Linked DNA regions of Capsicum annuum: region 1 is linked to region 2. Evidence: chromatin contacts called from public Hi-C data. All regions are on one chromosome and are shown on one strand. Each heading gives the region's core, a stretch centred on a gene start, on an enhancer-like site or on the middle of the called end of the contact. The rest is flanking DNA. Distances are from core to core; before and after follow the strand shown. Region 1 has its middle 98 kb from the start of LOC107863442. Region 2 holds the start of LOC107863442 (putative glycerol-3-phosphate transporter 1).

What was found. A called contact is a pair of places that touch in the nucleus more often than the background predicts.
Region 1: a contact with region 2 is called in a Hi-C map of leaf, with 2.4 times the contacts expected there. The contact joins the enhancer-like site here to the promoter of LOC107863442 in region 2. A contact is called at or near these places in 3 of 5 Hi-C or Micro-C datasets (leaf and placenta).

The regions. Positions count from the first base shown.
Region 1 is chr3:191,696,999-191,702,487 of UCD10Xv1.1, forward strand. No RefSeq gene overlaps it. Among protein-coding and RNA genes, the nearest start is that of LOC107863442, 98 kb to the left of the region's middle. Within about 2 kb of position 4,138, at least 3 of the 5 cell types and tissues checked have an H3K27ac peak or open chromatin away from gene starts, as enhancers often do. A contact at or near this core is called in leaf, where this site is marked.
Region 2 is chr3:191,598,645-191,604,351 of UCD10Xv1.1, forward strand. LOC107863442 (putative glycerol-3-phosphate transporter 1) reads right to left here and starts at 2,663. Exons shown (of 3, transcript XM_016709352.2): 1 at 2,490-2,663; 2 at 721-1,792; 3 at 1-606. The coding sequence starts at 1,717. The coding sequence ends at 44.

The DNA.
Region 1 (5,489 bases), core at 2,888-5,387, 100 kb after region 2:
ATCAATGATAAGTAAAAATGTAAAAATTTGAATATGTATTTTAAATAGAAATGTTAAGTGATATTCACCCCCACACTATTTTGAAATAGTAAAATAAGCAATAATATGACTTGTTATTTGAATTACTCTCAGTTTTCTTACTTTTATAAATGAAAAAATTTACTTAGCATTGTTTATTTATTAAAAGATTATGGAGATCAATGATGTTAGTTGGCTAAGTAATTTGACACAATTTGTGTAGAACTATTAGGCGAAATATTGAGCATGTTTAGGACGTACAATCGGATGCTTGGAGTGTAAGGCTCGCAGAAGTAAGTACCACACTTGAGCCCCGGGGCAAGTCTCACGGCGAGTTCCGAAACTATTTTTTAAAACACTACCATACATAACTTAATTTTCCTCCTTTTACTATTTTGCCTTTTAAAAGAAAAGTGTGAAAGATAATATTATTTTTTTCTGAATTACTAACTTGATTTTTTTCAAATTTATATTCTTTTTTTTAAAAATATATTTATCCATAAATATACTTTTTTCTAAAAAAAAATTCTCTTTATTTCTACGTTTTTTCTACGTTGTGTTCTATTTTCATACTCACCGTCTATCTTCCAACTTCAAGTTAATTTTTTGATTTCATTTTAACCATTAGATACTTTTTCTTTAAAATTAGCTATGAATATAAATGGTGACACTTCAATATTTTTAATTACCAAGTTTCTTTTTGATTATGCTAATTAATTATTTTTATTATAATATCAATAATGCTTGTGTTGTTATAATAATTTACTACTCAAAGATTTATATTTATGAGATTTTTTTTTTACCGTCGTCATGATTTTGACTTTGCCAATTTTTCTTATAGCTAATTTTTATTTTTATTTTTTTGGTTGAAGAGGAAAAATAATAAGAGTTAACAGATTTGGAAAAGGAAGAAATAATAAAATTTTTTAAATGATAAGGGTGTATCTATTAATTATTTTTTTACCATAGGATATATATATTTTTTTATCGTAGAGTAATTTTTTTCTAGTTAAATCATGGTTAGAAAAAAAAAAAGTAAGAAAGAGAGAGAACATTTAAAAATATATTTATGGATAAAATAGTTTTATAGTTATAATTGTGAAATTACTAAAAATTTTGAAAGCAAATATATTAAATATTTATTAGTCAAATCGGAACCATTCATTTTAACTGACGTCACGTATCTCTCATTCGAGGAGGAGCTTGGAACTCTCTCTCACTCTCTCTCACTACATAGAGAAGAAACCAAAGATAAATCCAAAATTACAAATCGATCCGTATTAAATAACTAACTTGGTGGTGTAAATTAAAGGGCTAAATCTGTCCACATGTTAATGGTTTTAATTCTACAGAGAGAAAAAATAGAATATATAATCATGATTTGATAAATAATTTGCAAATTCATGTACGAATTAGATTGGCAAAATGGTTCAATAGATTCCTGTACTATGTCGGTTTTGTAAGTTGGATACTTCTACTTTCATGTTTGTCGTCTGGACCCTTGAACCCATTAAAATACAATATTTTAAACACTTTTTCGGTGAGTGTAATACACTCGCCCCACGTTGCTGCCACATCATTTTTATATATAAAAAATATTAAATATTAAAATAAATAAATAAACAACCCCCGTTCTCTCTCTTTCCATTTTTCTTTCTTTTCCCGTTCTTTCTTTCTCCTCTTCTTCTTCTTCCTCCTCTTCCTCTTCCTCTTCCTCTTCTTCCTCTTCTTCCTCTTCTTCCTCTTCCTCTTCCTCTTCCTCTTCTTCTTCTTGCTCTACGAAAAAAATTAAAAAGTGAGACAAAAAATTTAAGAAGTATGGAAAGAAGGGATTTTTGTGATTTGGGTCATTCAAAAAACTTAAAATTCAATGAAAAGACTCAATTTTTATGATTTCTTTAGATTTTTTGTGATTTGGGTAATTCAAGAAAGTTTCAAATTTTTGAAATTCAATGTAAAAACTCAATTTTTATACATTTTTTGTGATTTGGGTAATTCAAGAAAGTTGAAAATTCTTGAAATTCAAAGTAAAGATTCAATTTTTATTTTTCTTGAGATTTCTTGTGATTTAGGTAATTCAAGAATGTCGAAAATTCTTGAAATTCAATGTGAATATTTGTGTGGATTGATTAAAATTCAATGTTAAAAATTCTTAAAATTTTTGTGAATTGATTGAATGAAAGTTTCTTTGTTGGGTAAATGGTGGGGGGCAGCGGGGGACAAGGAGGCTGGGGAAATGGTAGGGGGCAGCGGGGGAGAAGGCTGGAGTTGGGGGAATAGGGGATGTTGGACGGGGCTGGGGTGGGGTGGGTGGATGAGGGGTATGTACGGGCGCTGGGTGGGTGGGGAGGGGCTGGACGGAGGCTGGGGTGGGGTTGGGGTTGGGGAAGGTCTTTTTTTTAAATTTTTTTTAAAAATATTTTTAAATTAAGAAAGATGAAGGAAAAAAAAGACCTTTATTTATTTTTTTAAATTTTAATGTTATTTTTATTTTTTTAAAAATTATTTTAATATAAAATTGATCAAAAATTGACCCACTCGCACCTTAGGCGCGTGCCTACACGCGCCTCGTCCTAGTCAGACTTTTAATGCCACATAAGCTTGGTCAACGGGTTTGAAATATTATTTTTTGGTGGGTTCAATGATTTAGATGACAAACATATAAGTAAAAGTGTCCAACTTACAAAATCGACATAATACGGGATCCATCGAACTATCTTGTCAATTAGATTTGGTGATATCTTTGTCTTTTCCCATCAGACTCCCCAAACCACTCCGCTCTATCACATGTTAATGAAAAAAAAAATAATCTAAACCGACTGAGAATTTTTCATCACCCCACCCAAGACAGATCGAACAAAAGATGAATTTTTTTTTACTCTGTTTCGGAGTAATTAAATAGTAAATGAAAGGAAAGGGCCGGAAAATTGAGTATCATACTTCATATTGTTTCAATTTGCGCTTTTGTCAGAGAACTTTCTTGTAACAAAATCCCATTTCAATACATTATGGGCCTCGACAGTACATTGTTGTCCTTATAGGACAAGACAAGTCTTTTATGTGGGTATTTCCATGCATTCGACTTTCTATGTTGCTTAAGATCAAGTGGGGACAATGACATCGTATATAAATGGAATGCAATTTGCCTTGGAGAAGCTAAAAGCTAAAAATTTTTTTTTTAAAAAAAAAATACCAAATTTTTTAAATAGGAAAAAGAGTAAATAAAGTTATACGGAAGAATCATCAAGGAAATAGAATTGAAATCAACTTAGAGGCTGGAGCAACTAAAATAATTTTTTTTCCATCTGATAAAAGATAAGAGTATGCAGATTACAGTAAAATCATCTTGAAATTGAAATTCTAACTACCTTCAATAACCAAATCTATATCCATTAATAATTAACATAACAAATCTATATCCATTGATAACAACCACGACATGTCTGCCTTTTTGTTCTTATGTCAAATTGACCCCATAAAATTGCAATCAATTGTTCCATTATGATTAATTATACATTGTGGTTTACAGTCATTTACCAAAATGGGCACGTTAGTGCTGAAAGGGCATTTAAGTAATTCCAGCATTTCAAATACTATAAGCTGGCGGGTATTTTTGTCATTGGATCAGCCGGCATTTGAACGAATTAAAATCTGAGAAAACCAGATACTTTTAATTGTTATTTATTCTGTGCAAAAATGGATATTCGCATCCTCCAAAAGCATAATTCCATACGCAGATTCTCTGATTCTTCCTCCAGCTTGACCGACCCCACATATCCTACGTGGCAAATATACTGGTATCAGTAGTGGATGACGTGGATTTTCTCTTGGACCAACTTTTTTTTTTTTTTTTTACCATACTACTGCAAAAATATTACTCCCTCCGTTTAAAAAAAATGACTTATTTTGATTCGATACAAAATTTAAGAAAATTAACAAGACTTTTGAATCTTGTGGCCTTAAATTAAAGTTATGTTAAATGTATTAAAATACCCTTTAATCTTGTGGTTCTAAATATGTCATGTTGAAAGTTGAAATTAAAATATTATTAAAAGTATATACTAATAGAGTAATGCTGGATGGTTGTCTAGTCAATAGATTCGTCTACATGTGCTTTACCATTGGTGGACCAATTGCATAACAATGGTAGGTATTGGTGGCTTCAGAATCACTGACCCTAAAAACCAAAGCTCAATGTTTTTTTTCACTAACAAATTAAGTGGAGTAGCACGTTAGATCAATCAATGAACTTTGAAAAAAAGATTTCATGTGTTTTCTTACAAATAATTCAATAGCAGATGATTCATGTGACAATCAAGTGAAAAACGAGGAAGCGACACACCATTTCAATATTGCTCATTTAGGGTGGCACGGATAATTATTATTATAGAATATAGAATGAAAGGAAAGAAAGTTCATAAGAGCTATCAGGTTTAAAAAAATAATCTATAAGACTAAAATAGTGACGAAGATAGAAATTTATTTTACTTTATTTGCGTAAGATTTTCTCTAGTCCGATATAAACGAACTGTTAAGACTTATTTTTATAATCCACAATAAGTGAATTTTTTAAAGTTCAACAGTGTATTAAGTACATATTTCCTTTCCCCATATTTACCTTTTTTTGTTTTCCATTTTAATATCCCAAATAACGACTTTTTACTAGGCGAGTTCCAAAAGAATTGAAAGGGTAATATCTCAATAATATACTTTGCTTTATGTTCTTAAATATCTTCTTTAAACATTGTGTCACTTCCCAACAATTTACTTAGATTGGATTAGAGGAAGTACCATTTCATTTTTTAAGTGAACTCACTAAAGTTACTAAACTAGTATAAACATTGTTCCCAATAACGTATTATGTTTTAAAAAAAAATTAACGGAAAAAAAAGCTGTGGATGACGTTAAAATAGAAATCGTTACTGTCGGACACGTTTTTGACATAAAATTTTATTGTCAGTAATGTTTTTGACATAAAACGTTACTGTGAGTAACGAGACTCTGCAACCCTGTTACATAAGAATTTTTGTACAAATCTGATGTTAAATTCGTTACTGTCAATTACGTTTTAACTTTAAAACGTTACTTCGAGTAACGTAACTCCAAGTAACTCAAACCTCTGACGTCACAGAGTTTTGAGTTGATTTGATAGTATCATTACTCGGAGCAACGTTTTAAAGCTAAAGCGTAATTGGTAGTAACGTTTTAAAGCTAAAACGTAATTGGTAGTAATGAATTTAACGTCAGATTTATACAAAAATTCTGATGTGACAGAGTTGCTGAGTCTAGTTACTCACACAGGGGCGATTCAAGCAAATTCATGACCAAAGACAAAAATCAAACTGAGGCTTTGCGTTTTTAAGAAAAAATAATTATTTTTATAAAGTCTATTTTAACATTATATAATCGTATTTAATAATTCTTTTTAATTAATAATCGTATTACTTTGATGAATTCATTTAAAAAATGAC
Region 2 (5,707 bases), core at 1,413-3,912:
TGCATTCACAAAAAGCAATAAAAGAATACCACAATTATTATTTTCACACTAGAAGGTCAGGGGACCTTGATCTAGGTGATGATCCTTGGGACCCTAATTGTTGAATCTTCGCACCAACTTCAGCTACAACAAGCCTGGTCAGAAATAAACCAGCTACGAAAGCTGATCCCATGAGCATTGTAAATACAGCACTCCAGCTATTAGCTGAAATGTAACCGGTTAGAAGTGGCCCAATGGCAGCTCCAATTGAGCCAGTGCCATCAATAATGGCGGTGACAGTTGCAAGCGCTCGTGAATTGCCTTTCAGAGAGCAGTGTGTTCCCAGGTCAGCCGAAACAGCAGTTGTTATCAATGCATAAGGCCCATTGACAAATACTCCAGTGATCAACATGAGGATGATGTTTACAGTCATGGAGACATGCCCATAGCTGCGATAGAAGTAGAGAACCGGGATAGCACAGTACATGAAGCTAGCAGCAGTTATAGCCCTGGCATCTAAGCGGTCAGATATGTAACCTGCTAGGATTCCACCTACTACCCCTCCAACATCAAACAATGTCGACAAGTTTCCAGCCTCCTCATTGGATAAATACTTTCCTTCTATAGCTGCAAAAATATCAAGGGGACAAGAGTTCAGAGAAACTTTCAAGTAATATATGATAAATATCTAATACAAAAGACAGCAACTCTAGCATAATAAATACATGACATTTAGCATACCTGTGTGACTAATGTAGAAAGGCAGCCAATACAAAAATGTGTACGCTACCAACTTTGCAAAGAAAAGGCAAAGAGCAAAAGGTGCTACACCGGGAATCTTCCATGCTTCAATAAAACCCACGGCTGATTCCTCTTCTCTATCTGATCTTAACAAAGGCTCTGTTACTTCCTCGCCTTCTTTTCTAGGAGAGAACACTTCATCTTCATCTTTATTAGCTCCCACAGATTCAGGATGAACCGGCAAAAAAAGGAATACCACCATGCCAACGGCAGCAATAAGGCTACCAGGAACAACCATAGACCAACCCCATCCATACTTTAACAAGATTGAAGCAACCAAAGAACCAGTAATGTTACCGACAGAGGTGTGAGCATTCCAAATACCCATTATAAGTCCTCTCTTCTTTTTTCCAAACCAATTCCCAACTACGGCAACCACCGAGGGCCATCCTGTGGATTGGAACAATCCAGCCATCATTTGGACTATTAGATAGTAATAAAAGAAGTGTAGATTTGCCCAATATCCAACTCCAAAAAGGGCAGTGAATAAACCAGTTCCCACCATTCCAATTGTCAAAAATATTCTTAGATCCATCCTATCGCCAACGTGCCCGGAGAAATACATTCCCATGGCATATACAAAAAGGAAAGACACATCAAGTTCACCAAGCAACGCTGTACCATCAGGGCCGTTAAATGGTACCCAGCCATCTTTAAGCATCCAAGAAAGTTTTGAACTTTGATTCCACACCGGATTGGTATGCCTTTGCCACGGAAACTTTAAACCATCAGGGGCCTGGGGATCCAAAGCACTTTTAACAATGCTCGTAGTTTTTCTAGTAGCATGGTAACTTGTATATGCGAAAAATGTTACAATTAGGACAATGGCTTGATATGTCTTGAACGAAAGGCTCGACTTCTTTGCCCTCTCCATGACCCTAATTCCAGGGGGCTTGCTATAATTTTCATCCATTATTGGCTCAGGTAGAGATCCCATCAATTGCTGGTCAAAGAAACTGATTAAGAGGAAGATAATAAAAACTTTTCCCCTTTTATAGATCAAGAAAACGATCTGTAACAAGATAAAACAAGACAGAAAATTTAAGATCAAAACCAGAGAACTGTTTGACAAAATCGAAAACTTGAGAAAACGAAATTCCATTATCTCAGGTTTAACTAGTGTGGGGCTTAGTCGAATTACATTATTGTAAACATTCTTATTTAAACAAAGTTACCAGATAAAGAAAACAGAAACCAACGATCTCATAGAAAATCTTAAAATTCGTTCAAGGAAAGTATCTCACTTTTCTTAAATTTATGATAATGGAGAATTACAAATTTAATTGGATTACATAAGAAGCTAATTCAAACATAAAATTCCTGTATCACCTAAGCAATCTCATCAATTTATTACTCAAAGCTGACCCATATTGTTCAACTTGACAAAAGTGACTAATTCTGAGAGAACAACAACACCTCACCAACCAAATCAATAAAAGAAAATTTTCTCTTTTATACCAAAGCTCCCGCTATGCATGAGTCAAACTACAAGGTCTATTTTATGCCTCCATACCTTCCATATCTTAAAATCTGACCGAAGTCTTTAAAAAATATTAGCATAAATGAAAAGTCCGAACCCAGAACTCACGAGTCACGCAGAATGGTAAAAAGATAGACAATTAGCTAAAGATATATATAAAAAAAAAAAAAAAAAAAAAAAAAAAAAGAGTAATTAAAATATAAAGAACGTTGAGAAAATCGAAGCTAACCTTGTATTTGTGAATAATTTAGAAGAACGTTCGCGTCTCTTTGGAAACAATAAAATCTATGTGGTCTGAATGTATGATGAGAGAAAGAAAAGATTAAATATATGTATCTTCAAATATAGTAAGTTGCTTTTGAGGAATGAATAAAAATGGGCTGAGCAAAAGCTGAGAGTAGACGAACTGAGTTAGCTGTATTTAAAGCGGACGATAACATCAACATGCTTGAGTTTCGAAATGACAATATTACCCCCTGTTGCTTTCTCAGCTGCGATGCTTGATTAGGTGTTAATTGACATTTTTATCCCTTTCTTAGGAGATTGATGATTTTGTAATGACATTTTTTCTCTTTTGACAATTGACCACTACTTTCTTTTGAATTTCCAAAAGAGCTTTATTAATGATGTATTATCTCTTAAAGACCTTTCTTTTTTAAAAGCCCCTCATAAATTATATGATCCTGACCGCCATTTCTTACTTTCTCCAGTTCGCTATTATTCGTTGCTTATTTTTTTAATTAAATTTTAATTTTTACTTATTATTTTTTATACATCAAAAAATATAATTATTTTATATTTAATATTAAGTATTTATTCTTTAGATTAATTTCAAGACAATAGTAAACATAAATTAATAGGAATATTATGGGTTTTTTCCTAAAATGTGTGTTTCAATTTAGTTGTCTTCTTATGAAATCAAGACAATTTTATTTTATTTCTTTAATACTACTTCTATTATTAAATGACTACATGAAGTGTATAAACTCAAATTTATATTTTCAAAGCAAAATTAATAAAGTTAATTTAATAAAATAAATCCTAATAAATATTTCTTCAAAGAAAGTATTAAGTCAATAAAGGTCAACTATTTTAAATCGGAGAAACTATATAACCTTCCTTAAAAAGTTTTCTCGCTGAATATTGGTAATAGTTACTCTTCTTATCTCAATTTAATTTATGTGATACCTTTGAATTGAAGTAAAGCTAAAGAAAGAAAAAAATATGAATTTATGCTCTGAAACACCCTTTGACATTTGTCTACCTATAAACAAAGGAAATAAAATTACTCAATGGAATAATACACTGTTGGACAATAAAATTCTCAATTGGTGAAAATAATAAATAATTGAGAAAAAAAAATATTGTAAATGAGTGTTACAATTTCTATGAATCCTCTAATACACCTTTTCAAATATAAATTCAAGGACTTAAAGCTTGATCTTAATTTGTTGGTTTGGGGGACTTGATCTTGACTTGTATTTGAATTCAAGGGTTTTTGAGTTTGTTCATGAATATTGCGGTATTGATCTTGAATCTTGATAAATTTGATTTGAATGCTTGAGTTTTGTAGAGAAATTACAGTGTTTGATCTACGAGCTTTCTCTTGCTTCTTATTAGAGTTCTGAGGGGTCCTTTTCTAAATTATGAAACTCCTATTTATAGTTGTGGAAAGGGAAGAGTCATGATGAATATGGACTTTCTCTGACCAATCAAATTCAAGTGACGTAGCGCCTTTTATGGGCTTTGATTTCATTGGGTCTGCTGCATCATTTTGACATGTGGCACGGTCCTATTGGCTCCTTCACTTAACTTGGCATGCAATGTCATTTGCCATATGGCACTCATTTGGGCCTCTAGAATATGATAATATATTGGGCTTAACAAAGTGGGCTCATCATTTGTAGCTCAAATTAATTACTAGTCCGATACATATTGGACTTTATTTAGATTCATACATGTTTGAACTTAAATAATTAATTCAATTATATTAATCTACAATATTTATTTGAGACTAATATATTTTGAATTTAATATAACTCGAATTTCATACGGATTTAAATTTAATAAAATCTAATCGCCCACAAATTCTCCCTACTTCAAGACTTGTCAAGATATTTAATCTTTTTAGGACTAGACTTGAAGTATAATTTATTTAAACATGCTTCCTTCATGCTTCAAAGATTTCTATAAAGCTGAACCATGCAATTTACATATTGATATTGCCTCTTAAAAAATTTCTTTTTTTTCATGAATCTCTACATGTAAGACCCGATGGTAAGGCAAAATATCTCATTCCAAATAGATTTTGAAAAATCTTTTACCGCCTTACTTAACCAGGAATAAAACTCTTCCAATTTGAATTTATATTGGAGAAGGAAACAACTCTCAATTTGAATTTGTATGGGGAAAAAAATAACCTCCAATTTGAATTTGGAGATGGAAACTCTTCCAATTTGTATTGAAAAAGGAAACAACCTCCAATTTGAATTAGTATGAGAGAAGAAAACAACCTCCAATTTGAATTTGTACGGCAGAAGAAAACAACCTCCAATTTAAATTTGTATTGGAAATGAAAGCTCTTCCAATTCAAATTTATATTGGAGAAAGAAAGATACATCCTACAACTCTATAAAAGGATATAGATTCCACACTTTTCAATGTCAATTTTGGGGTTTTCAAGCCATGAACAATATTGAGGTATTTTTTTCCCTCCTACTTTTCTTTGATTTTCGTCACTACTTTTCAACACAACATCTTAGTGGTAGAAAATTTATATCTTATTGTAGGAATATCGAAATCATGAAGCGTTTAATATCCTAGAAACTAGACTTCGAGATCTATAACATATCAAAAATTCAGCTTTAAATTCCATCAATATAAATCCTGATAATTTTTTGAATTTAGCCCTGAATTTTATCATGCTAAAAATTTCAGATCTACGTGTCTTTACTAGAACTTTCATTTCTTGAAGCAGGAATGACAAAATTTCAAGCTGTTTGATTCTTGTGAAACTAGACATAAAGATATATAATATATTCAAAATTGACAATTTAATACAATCGAGATCTTTTCAGGTGATATCCGAAAATCAACATTGAGTTTTGATGCACCAATAGTTTCAGATTTGCGTTGCCTCACTAAATAATTTATATTTTGATGCAGAGATATTGCTATCAAAGGGTATTCTGATTATTGCAAACCATATTTTAAGGATTTAATCCTCACCATAATATTTTTTCTCAATTCAAGTCGGTGATATATAACATTTAAGTTCGAAACGTCCTGTCAGGTGCCAATCTCTCTCCTACTTGTTTTTTCTTTGTGCTGTCTCTTTTTTTATAGATGAAGCAGATAACAATATGCAAAAATTGTCCGCTTAAGGTGGGAGAGTTTAACTTTGCCTCTGTCACCTTAAGATCGAAAGACTTTGCTTGAAGACAGTGG